Linked DNA regions of Mus musculus: regions 1, 2 and 3 are each linked to region 4. Evidence: chromatin contacts called from public Hi-C and promoter capture Hi-C data. All regions are on one chromosome and are shown on one strand. Each heading gives the region's core, a stretch centred on a gene start, on an enhancer-like site or on the middle of the called end of the contact. The rest is flanking DNA. Distances are from core to core; before and after follow the strand shown. Region 1 holds the start of 4833439F03Rik (RIKEN cDNA 4833439F03 gene). Region 2 holds the start of Coro1c (coronin, actin binding protein 1C). Region 3 holds the start of Iscu (iron-sulfur cluster assembly enzyme). Region 4 holds the start of Prkab1 (protein kinase, AMP-activated, beta 1 non-catalytic subunit).

Region 1 (2,700 bases), core at 35-2,534, 2.9 Mb after region 4:
AAATGCAGGCACCTCAGCCCCAGACCCACCCTTGAGGGAAGCTCAGGGCAGGTCACCTGCGTCCTCCATCCTCGAGGAGAGGCAGCAGGGACTGCTGAGCGGATAAGAGGGGGAAGGAGCTTGGTGGGGGAGGCTTAGCTGCTTAGCTCCGCAAGGAGATGGAAGCCGAAGGGCGCTGCCGCTGCCGGGAGAGGGAGACAGACTGACAGCCAGCCACAGGTCCTCAGACTTCACCTGAAGCCCTGGAGGCTCGTGCGGCAGCGGCCCCTCCACCTCCCCGGGGCAGCCGCCTCCCACGTACATGCCCCCACACGCGCGCACTCACCCGCGTTCCTGCACGGTGCTGCCTGGGGTGGGTAAGCAGTCTGGCACATGAAGTCCCCGAGGGACAGCGAGCGAGCGAGTTGAGACTTAGGGGGAGAAAAAAAAACAAAACAAAAAAAAAAAAACTGGGGCTGACGCCAGCTCCCTGGGCGGCCACCTCCCGAGGCCCCTCCTGCATTCCTGGGCTGTGCACCCCTCGCCAAGACAGGGGGCTGATGTCATTCCGGGCTGCCGGGCCAGGGGACCCGGGCTGGGTGGCTGCCTCTCCGGAAGTGAGCGCGCTGCCTGCTGGGCGGCAGGTTCAGTCGGCTTCGGGTTTGGAGTCTCCAGCCTGAGGACTGGAGATCTGCCTAGTTCAGACGAGAAGAGCCTGGAGAGAGAGCTGGCCGGCGGCGGTGGGCGGTGGCTCCCAGGTGTGCATGGGAGTTCTCCCTGCATGGACGGAGGAAGTGAGTTGGGGGTGCCAGCCCCCTCGCCCAGTTCTTCACAGCCACCTGCCCCTTGACTTCATCAGGGTTGGCCCCAGGGACTAGAACTGGACGACCTGGTTGGTTGACTCTAGGCTCCTGCTGGTGACCCCCTGCTGACCCGTCCCGTCCCTGTTTCGTGACCCGCACGGATGCCTGTCGGGCGATGTTTACTTTACTTGCGCTGATGTTCTCTGCCGGGCTTCCCATCGGAGCCCAGAACTTCTCCCCAAGGACGGTCACCGACAGAAGGACCAGGACCCTGGCAGTGTCGGCCTCCTAACTGCCTCCGCCTGCCCCCTCCTCCAGGCTGGCCCTATGGAGTACCTGGGCGACAAGCTTTCAGTGGCCCAGACACACATGACTCAGTGGGTTGGCACGGTGAGGCGGTCCTTCCAGGAGGCTCTGCACTTGGTGACGGCCACGGTGGGCACCGAGCGGAGCGGGGAGTCCGCCGCTCGCACCCCGTTCAAGCGCACCTCCTCCTTCAGACACCTGGCCTCTCGGAGCCGAGAGTCCTTCCGCCGCTTCTCCGCACGCAGCCAACAGAGGTTCTCATCCCTCCGGAAGAGACAGCCAGACTCTGAGGCCCCTGATCTTGTAAGCTTGGGGATAGATGTGTGTGGTTTAAAATAGCAGGGCAACCCTGGGAAGGTCCCTTCCCTCGGACTCCTGAGAGGGGGCCAACTCGTAGAAGCCTCAGGGGAGGACTTTTCCTATCAGTGATGATGGCCTTGGGATACTGAGGGGGATGTAGGCTGGGTTGGCTGCTCTGCAGGTGCAGCACCCACTGCTTGAAGCTGGTGGGGAACGGACTCCGGGCTCCTTGTCTGTGAGCAGGGCTGTGTGGGGGTTGGGGGGGCACTGCTGTCCCCACGGCATGCCGGCATCTCTATTTTTAGGGAAGCTTACTTGACACCTGCTCTATCTCCTCTTGCCCTCCCAGGGTGACCAAGTGGTCTCATTGCCTGTGTGCTGATTTAAGGCGGTTGCCTGGTTGCCACTGTTCAAAAGTGAGACACTGAGTGACTTCCGAGGGGAGGAGCTGTAGGGGACTGGGTGGAAGGTGATGGCAGGTCCTGCCAGCCTGGGAGCTTGGACTTGTGTGAAGAGCCCGGCCATTGTGGAGCGCCCAGGCCCAGCTATTGGGTTCTATGCTGTGAGACCAGGGTAATCATAGCCAGTGAGTGTAATCTGGAGTGATATGAGGCGGGTCTGGAGACAGAACGGTGACCTCGTGGGCATGCGCAGCAAGGTGCGGGAAGTCTGGCTGGGAGAGAGAAGCAGGAAGAACACTTCCCTGCCCAACTCTTGGCAGATGGTTTCTGGGACCTCTAATGACTTCGGGGACACTAACGTCACCAACCAGAACGAAGCTTAGTTGCAGTGCCCAATGTCTTCAGATAGCTGGCCTCTGCCCTGGGCTGAGTTGTCCCAGTTTTCAGGGGCGTTCGAGGCCAGACATGGGTTCAGTTATCCCTTTTTGTCCCCAGAGCCAGTGTGGTTATGAGACAGTGTTGGGCAGGGGAATGCAGCTGTCCGCAGAGACCAGGGGACTCAGCAGGGCGCACACAGCCACTGAGCCACTAGGCAGGGGCTCACCCAGGCCAGAAGCCATGCTGTGAGGCTGATCAGGGGTGACTCCTTGTGTGGGAGTCTGCACTCCTTTGGGTCTTGAGTGCTCGCCCATTCTCCGCGAAGGAAGAGCTCGTTCTGTGTCAGCTTGTCTGTCTCCTCCTGCCCCGTTCCCCAGAATCCTCTCCAGGAACACTAGCTCTGTTCCCTGACCTCTGCCCTAGCTCTTCTTGGGCTGTGTGACTTTGGATGCTGCCCTAAGTCTCTGTGCCTCTGTGCATGTGGAGTGTGCTCGCAGTGACAGGCCAGCCACCCAGGTGGCGAGTGGGTGAAC
Region 2 (2,700 bases), core at 172-2,671, 2.1 Mb after region 4:
GAGGGCACTGCATGCAGGTGGTGTAATTACATACACAGAGGCATACACGTAAAATAAACACACCAATCTTTAAAAATTGAGCTTTGCAGAGAGTAAAAACTTGCTGAGCAAGCTGCTTCATTCTGGTAGACCTAGATTTACACAACACATAATTTACACACACACACACACACACACACACACACACACACACTTTGCCTAATTTTATTTTATTTACTTATTTAGAGACAGAGTTTCTTTACATATCCCTGGATGTCCTGGAACTCAGTATGTAGACCAGGCTGGCCTGGAACTACTGACGGAGATCCACCTGCCTCAGCCTCCTCAGTGTTGGGACTAAAGGCGTGTGCCTTCTGTTTTGAGGTGGCAGTTTATCTTAATTCCTGCAACAAGAATTCAGGGGTTCTACCACTGAATGCCGACCACAGATTCCTGGACATCTCTGAGGCTAAAACAAAGTGAAAATTCATCCCTCTGCGAATTGTAAAGATGCCTTGCTTTGGGAAATAAATGGCCCAACCCCTCAGCTGGCCCAGATCTCTGGACGCAGTTTCCTTAGATCTTGGTATTTCAAAGCTTGATATTTCTGAAGGGGCTTTGGCTAATAGTGGGATAACCTTACACTCAAGATTAGGAAACTGAAATCCAAAGAGGTGAGTGAAATGGTCCCTGGGTCACTTCATTTGAGAGTAACAGGGCTAGGACACATATCCACGTGCTCATATGGAGGGACTTTAGCCAGGGAGTCTTCATTGCTTCTCCTTAGCTCTCTCTCATAGGTGTGGTCCAGCCCAAGGGTTGCCACCCTGCCCTGGAGAGTAGTGGGAGAGAGCGTGGGTGAGAGGGTTGAACCAGCCCTGATGGAGGTGGGGCTAAGAACTTGGGGCGGGGCTTACGGTTTAAGTACGCTCAGGGCTGTGGGCGGGGCTTGAGGTACAGCAAATAGGATGATCATAGGTTCCCCGGGTCTTCAGGAAATCCGAGCGGGGATTTGCGGCGCTCAACTGGGGGAAGCTAGGTTTTGGGGGCGGGGGGAAACCAAGCCCTGCTCACGGACTCGGTGGGCAGTTAGATGCGCTCAAACGACCATCCTCATAGAGAGGCTCTGCAGGGCCGTGGGTGGAGCTTAAGAACGCCCGCTCTGGTTCTAAAGACCTGGGTGGGGCTGGAAGGAGCCCGTGGGCGTGGCCACCCGGCCATTCAAGTGCCCCGGAAAGCGGGCGTGGGCTCCGAGTCTCCTTGCACCTCCCCGCGCCACCACAGGGGGCGCTCTAAGGAGAGCCGGGCATCTAACCGGGACCTTCCGGAAGTGGGCGTGGTGAAGCGTGGTTCGGCGGCGCTGGTTGGGCGCGGCCCCGGCGCGGGGGCGGGGCCCGCGCGCGCGAAGGCCTGGGCAGCGGCGGCCGCGCCCCTCCCCCGCGCGGCGCTCAGTGCCAGGCGGGAGGCGGCAGCGGTTGGAGGCTTCGCGGGGCTTTGCAGCAGGGACTTCGGCGGCGCCTCAGGCACCCGGGCTCTGGTAAGCAGCGCGCGCTCAGGACGGGGCAGCTCCGGAGCGAGCCCGGGGCGGGCGGGCCGGCCTCCGGGACCCCGCGTGTGAAGCTCTCGGCTGACAGGAGCCGGCGGCGCCGAGTGGTGCGGGGCGCACGCGCATGCCCCGGGCGCTGCGGCTGGGGAATGGCCGTCTGCGGGCAGCCGTGGGCCCGGCAGCCGTGAGGCGGTGTCTGAGCGCTGCGAAGAGCCTGCGGCCGAGCGCTCACGTGGGGCTGGGTCCGCGGGGGACCCCCGGTGTGCGGGGCGCGCCCGGGCGGGGCTCCGCCTGGCTCGCAGTGCATGGCCTCCTGGACCCTGAAGACCTGGGGCGGGGGCGGGCTGCAGTGGCGTGGCCTGGAGGAGGAACCCTGTCCCGGGTGCGGAACCTAGTGACCCGCGGGGCAGGTGGGGCTCAGCCGCGCCGAGATGGCTAGGATGACATCAGAGGTGGAGGGTGGGGACGCCCAGCCCAGCTCTGCCGCCGGTCCCCCGGCGGGCGTACGCACAGCAGCCCTATCTATCTCCAGTGATGTGAATGAGCTGGGGGGAAGTAGCCGGCTGCAGGGCTTTCGGAGAAGAAAGGGGCTTCCTCCCGGAGGGAGGTGCCGGCCCCGACGTCCTTTTTTGGGAGTGTTCAAAGGGTTTTTTTTTGCAGGCTGGAAAAGGAAATGCAGGCTTTCTCTCCGTCGTGGTTTAGAATCACATCCTATATTTGGCCTTCATGTAGGCTGCCCTTGTTTTGTGGTGTCAGAACGGCTTGCTCTACACATTTCGGTCGTGGGATTCAGAGTGAGAAGCAAATTGCAAGTTGTTCGTCTCTCCCGGAATTGCTTCCTGTAAGCATTTGAAAGAGAATTGACCGCAGAGCGTGCTTATTCGCAGGGCCACAATATGTTTAGTTTTGGAAATGGTTGGCACGAAATAATTGTACTCCCATCCCGTGGCCTTCCCTACCGGGATTATATTCTAAAACAGTACTTGCGAGGCTCTTAGTCACCCTATATAATAAAGCGTCTTATTGTCCTTGTCTGGCAGCACCCTGACACCAGGGCCTGCTAGTAGAGGGAAGAACATGATGAAGTACAAGTAGTTGCTTCCTGCCTCCTTCTCGGGTGTGAAGGCAAATGGTAGTTCATATTCCTGTCTGTCCGCAGCTTCAGAGCAGCTGAA
Region 3 (2,700 bases), core at 141-2,640, 2.3 Mb after region 4:
GAGGTGGGAGACCCATGTGTGACCCAAACTCTTTCTATCTCCTCCCCAACGACCTTTGTATCGAAGATACTGTCCAAGAAACCGGTGAAAACTCAGACACATCTTCCTTTCAGGGGGCTGTCAACCAGAAGTAATCCCCTGACTCACACACTGTACCAGATCTGGGCTCAAAGCACAACTTCTCTTTTTTACCAAACACAATACACAAAGAGAAGTATGCACTTACAAAAAATCCCGAGAATAAAAACAGCCCCAAATGGAAGAGTTCCCCAGAAGTTTCAAGGTCAGAGATGAGCTGGAGGTTGGGGAACGAACGAGTCATTGGTGGCTGTAAACATAAACACAGCGCTACCCTGTGGCAGGAGCGCCCCCTGGTGCCTTAAGGCTGCCAGCCCGTCAAGGTCCTGCAGCTATAATGTCAACAAAACAACCTTCCCTTTGGGGTAGAAGGCCTTGGGCAAGAGCACCCAAGCCAGAACAGAACAAGCAGCTGTTAAAGTCAGGGACACACTAAGATTTAATAACCGAGCTTTCTCCCGCTAGTTACCAGGAGGCACCCTCATCTGCAGATTGAGTCTAAGCCCTGAGCCCCCATAACGCATCATCTAATCAAGGACTTTGGGGGGGGGGGGAGGGAGTGTCTTGTACATCTGCGGTAGCCTTGTTTTTCGGAGTGAGTCTCCTGTCAAGAGGATTTTAACGTCCCTAAAAGCGTGGGGGCCCGCAAACTACTCTTCTTCTATACTTTCTGCTCCCTACCAATAAACACACAACTGAGAACCGAAGTTTTAATGTTGGGCTAGGTGCTTGGCTGAGCTCGAGGCCATCGGCTCCTAAAAGAGTAAATAAATCGCCATCAGTGGTTTCCCTTGGTTGGACCGAGCGCTCCACGTACGGGGACTTCAGAAGACTCCTGTCAGGTCTGAGAGAAAGGATGGGAGGGGACCAGTGACTTGATCAAGGCCATCTGGCCAGGGCAATGGCTTAGCTGGGGAGGACGCTGGTGCTGTCGAGTGTGCTCAAGCATGCGTGTGTGTGTGTGTGTGTGTGTGTGTGTGTGTGCGTGCTGCCCCTTGACCCCCGGCACGACATACCCGGACCCTCCCTTCTGGGCTGTCAGCCTTGGGACACTCGGAGTGACGGCCGCGGCGGGGCAGAGGCGGCCGCGGGGCTCCTCGGTGCTGGTGATCTGCGCAACGGCGGCAGGTCCCCTCGATGGTTCGCGCACCCCCTCGCCCGCCCATACCTTCTTGTGGTAGAGCCTGGCCGGAGCCGACAGCTCCCGGGCGGGCAGGCGCGGGCTCCGCAGCAGCAGCGCCGACGCCGCCCGCCTCAGACGGCCAGCTCCCGTGGCCGCCGCCATCCTGCCGGCTTGAGCTGCGTCGACCTCGGCGACGCCGGAGGGATGGCGCGCCCGTTCGACGTCACCGCAGCTCGGCGCTTGCGCTGGCGTCTCGGCCCGGCTACGCCCCCTCTGACCGCGCCCTCGGAAGGGGCGTGGCCAGGCGCAGAGCGGGAAGGTCCGAAGCGGCGTGCAAGGTTGTCTGGTGCTGCGATGGGCGTGGGGATGCTCGGTTTCAGGCGTGTTTATGATTCGATCATGCATACGTCCCTGGTAGACTTTTGTTCAGGCTGTGGAGTTCCTTTTCTTTCTTTCTCTCTCTCTTTCTTCCTTTTTTTTTTTTTTTTTTTTTTTTACTAATTCCGAGGTAGCCGTTTCACCCATGGAGCAAATGCATATTAAGTGTACTCTAGGTGTCACTAAAAAAAAAAAAAAAAAAAAAATCCTGGGAGCAAAACGGACGCGATTTCTGGCTCGTTAACCTTGTTGATGAAGGGGAAAGGCAGTGCAGAGGGAAACAGCAACGCTTTTCCGACCTCGAGAACGAGGGGTATAAGAGAAACGAACCCCATCCCTCGACACCTACGTTTGTTTTACCGCCATGCACATCATTCCGAATCAATACTTATTGTAATGTATTATCATTGACTATAAAAATCCACAAAAGCGACTCGTTTAACACAACTACGAGGTACTAGGTGTTACAAAGGGGAGGGAGCTTTATTCGAGAGATGAGACTTTTCCCATGAGATGGTGCATCCGATCGCGGAGGAACTGCAATCTTGTCCGCACTTGAGGGTCGGTTGCCGGGAAACAACCACGCACCGGAGCCGGCCGAGCCTTACAGAAGGTCTTTAGTCCAAAGCGACGACTTTGACCTTCCTAAGATGGCGCCTCGACCTTAACTACGGACATCACGCACGCACCACTTCAGCTGTGGCTGCCACTTCCGGCCCAAAGACCCGACAGCTGTCCACGGTTGTAGCCGGACGCAGGTTATGCTCGTGAGCCTTTTCTTCTGACGGTGGCGTCTGGAGGCGCTAAAGGATAGCATCAGCGGTGGATTCTCCACAGCTTCCTGCTCCCTGAGGCCGTCCGCGACGCTCCCGCTGGTGGCCGAGCGGAGTTTTGATCAGGCAGACGCCGCGGACAGCCCGATGCTCGCCGGGCTTCGGCGGGCGAGGGAAGACCCGAGAGTCGCGGGCTGCGCAAGATGGCGACGACGGCCGCATCTTCGGCGTCCGAGCCGGAGGTTGAGCCCCAGGCCGGGCCTGAGGCCGAGGGAGAAGAGGATGAGGCGAAGCCGGCCGGTGTGCAGCGGAAGGTGCTGTCCGGCGCTGTGGCCGCGGAGGCGGCGG
Region 4 (2,700 bases), core at 60-2,559:
TTGAGTGGGAGGAAGAGGAAGGTGGATCTCTATGAATTCAAGGCTAGCTTGGTCTACAAAGTAAGTTCCAGGACAGCCAGAGCTGTTACACACAGAAACCATGTCTCAAAAAACACACACAAAAACAGAATAACAAAAAAACCAAAACATATGTATGGGTAAATGTAAGACATGACCTAGAAAATCCAATGCAAAGCAAACAAACAAACCCCACAAGACAATGTTGTTGTTGTTTCTTTAAAGGCTGACTGTGAAGCTGAGATCGTTTTATTACAGCAGTCTGTACCTCTGCTGAAACACTAAGCCCTGATACATTTTACACATAATGTGGCCAATGTAGCCCCAAGGCTCTTGCAAAAAGACTTATCAATAGGCACTCAACTTGAAACAAACAACAGAACCCAACTGAGAACGTCAATTTCCCAGAAATCTTAGGTCTTTAAGTTTTCTCAAACACCTGGAAGATGGTCAGCATCCTCCATCCTTAGTCTACAGACAGAAATTACGATTTGGCCACTCTGGAGAGGCCTTCCTTTTGAAGGAGCCCTAGGTTGTCCTAATACATTCAATTGTGAGAGCCAGTGCATCTACGGGAGAGACTTAAACGTGAGGTTCTTTTGTTTTGTTTTGTTTTTTGTTTGGTTTTGGTTTTTTCGAGACAGGGTTTCTCTGTATAGCCCTGGCTGTCCTGGAACTCACTCTGTAGAACACGCTGGCCTCGAACTCAGAAATCCTCTGCCTCTGCCTCCCAAGTGCTGGGATTAAAGGCGTGCGCCACCAATGCCCGGCGCTTTCTCTTTTTTTCCCTTTTCTTCTTCTTGTTTGTTTTGTTTTGTTTTTACGATTATGTGTATGAATGCTCTGCCCTCCCGTATATGTGTGCACCGCCTTGGGCGCCGGGATCCCCTGGAACTTAAACTGCAAACAGTTGTGAGCCACCATGGAAGCGCCAGGACCCGAACCCGGGTACTCTGCAAGAGCAAGCGCTTGCTCCAAGCCGCCGTGGGTTTCGCGTTTCGTAATTCGAGTTACTGGAGAGTAACCAACTTGGAGTGAGGTGGTCGGCGCCATCCATGGCATTCTGGCATTCTCGCTCGCTCGCGCCTCCCGCTGGCCGCTACGAAGCTCGATCTGGTGGCAGCCCCGAACCACCCGCGACCGCTTCGCGCTGAGCAGCAGGGAAGAGGCGGAAACGGAACTGATGTCACCCTAACTCCGAGAGCGCTCCATCCCCAGTGACCACCCTTCCTTCCTTCCTTCGCTGGGCCCGGCCGGAAGCGGAAGTGGCTAAGGGGTGGAGGGGAGTTGCGGGAGGAGTGTCAGGTTACGCTCCGGCTCTGTTCGGAGTTCCAGTCGCGGTCGCCCGAGCCAGGTAAAGCGGAGCTCGGCGGGCGAGCGAGCGCGCGATCCGAGAGGGCGTGACTCGCGATCCCCGGGGGTCCGACCCGGCCTTTCCGGCTTCCTTGTGTCCCTGCAGATTCCCAGCCATGGGCAACACGAGCAGCGAGCGCGCCGCGCTGGAGCGGCAGGCGGGCCACAAGACGCCGCGGAGGGACAGCTCCGGGGGCGCCAAGGATGGGGACAGGCCCAAGATCCTCATGGACAGCCCTGAAGACGCCGACATCTTCCACTCCGAAGAGATCAAGGTGCTGAGTGGAGGGGCGTCGGAGCCCTCTTGACTCACGGGGAGGGTCCCCCTTTGCTGTAGTTCCCGCCACATTCCCAGCGTCACACCTTGGGGGGGGGCGGGGGAGGTGGCTCTGTCATAGCCCTCTTTGCCGTTCTGGGACTTGTGCCTAATTACCGATGGGAGGAGAGTCACCCTGGGCTTGGTTGAACATCATTAAGGAGAAAGCAGCTCAGGGACCGCGTTTGAGATCCTTAATTAATTAAGAGTCGAGCTAAACTGTAATTGAGCACCCGTGTCGACTTTTCTCTTCGGTGTAATTGATTGCGCGGCTTGGAGACACTTCAGGCCGACCGGCTTTTGCAAAAGTTGGGTTGGGAGTTCTAGTGTTCTTTTTGGCGGTAAAACGGGAGCACATACGTTAAGCTGGAAATGAAGTTGACTAGCTGACTGCCAGAGGTGTTTGGTTCTGACAGTTTCAGTCCACCCTGCTCACTTTATTTTAGATCCGGCAATTCCACTGGAGGAGGTCAGTGACCGAGAGTCACTCTGAACGCCAGCCAGCAGCTAATTACCCCCACTTCTCTCCCACGTTACTGAAATAATGCCTTGGACTTTAAGCAGACCAGAGCAAACAGATTTTTGCAGGCCAAGCTGAAAGTTCCTGCCTGAGCCACATTCTCTTAAAACCACAGTGAGGTGGCCAGTGCTTCCGGCTACAGGGCCCCAGTCCAAGGGCATTTGGTGATTCTAGGAGGAAAGAAGCTAATTGCTCAGAATAAACTACATTCAGGAACGTTGGCGCTCACCAGCCTGGTCTCTGTTACTTGCCGGGTTGCCAACTAATCCCCATTACTTAAACAGGCTAATTGCCTGGCCAGCTCACTCCGCTTTCACTCCCCCACCCCCACCCCCTAACTGGGCTACATAACCCACATTACTATTCTCCAGATCTTAATTTTGGGTCTGACTTTAAAAGAGCCTGCTTTTGCCAGGGAGTGGTGGCACAGCACTTTGATCCCAGCACTTGGGAGGCAGAGGCAGGCAGATGTCTGAGTTCGAGGCCAACCTGG

Evidence for each region. Promoter capture Hi-C pulls out the DNA fragments that hold promoters and counts their contacts. A called contact is a pair of places that touch in the nucleus more often than the background predicts.
Region 1: a contact with region 4 is called in a promoter capture Hi-C map of liver, with 5 times the contacts expected there. The contact joins the promoter of 4833439F03Rik here to the promoter of Prkab1 in region 4. A contact is called at or near these places in 2 of 39 promoter capture datasets (both in liver).
Region 2: a Hi-C map of B cells shows a contact between it and region 4, with 5 read pairs. The contact joins the promoter of Coro1c here to the promoter of Prkab1 in region 4. A contact is called at or near these places in 1 of 39 promoter capture datasets (liver) and 1 of 484 Hi-C or Micro-C datasets (B cells).
Region 3: a promoter capture Hi-C map of erythroid cells shows a contact between it and region 4, with 4 times the contacts expected there. The contact joins the promoter of Iscu here to the promoter of Prkab1 in region 4. A contact is called at or near these places in 2 of 39 promoter capture datasets (erythroid cells and liver), 2 of 484 Hi-C or Micro-C datasets (B cells and CD8 T cells), 1 of 115 datasets of contacts at active chromatin or transcription factors (thymic regulatory T cells) and 1 of 9 other capture datasets (adipose tissue).

What each region holds. Positions count from the first base shown.
Region 1 is chr5:113,136,396-113,139,095 of GRCm38.p6, reverse strand. 4833439F03Rik (RIKEN cDNA 4833439F03 gene) reads right to left here and starts at 1,284. Exons shown (of 3, transcript NR_166693.1): 1 at 1,119-1,284; 2 at 326-756. The region is part of intron 6 of 2900026A02Rik (RIKEN cDNA 2900026A02 gene); the gene reads left to right.
Region 2 is chr5:113,907,427-113,910,126 of GRCm38.p6, reverse strand. Coro1c (coronin, actin binding protein 1C) reads left to right here and starts at 1,421. Exons shown (of 11, transcript NM_011779.3): 1 at 1,421-1,516.
Region 3 is chr5:113,771,491-113,774,190 of GRCm38.p6, reverse strand. It overlaps Iscu (iron-sulfur cluster assembly enzyme), which reads right to left and starts at 1,390. Exons shown (of 5, transcript NM_025526.5): 1 at 1,247-1,390. The coding sequence starts at 1,363. It overlaps Sart3 (squamous cell carcinoma antigen recognized by T cells 3), which reads left to right and starts at 1,791. Exons shown (of 19, transcript NM_016926.2): 1 at 1,791-2,700. The coding sequence starts at 2,556.
Region 4 is chr5:116,023,037-116,025,736 of GRCm38.p6, reverse strand. Prkab1 (protein kinase, AMP-activated, beta 1 non-catalytic subunit) reads left to right here and starts at 1,309. Exons shown (of 7, transcript NM_031869.2): 1 at 1,309-1,646. The coding sequence starts at 1,488.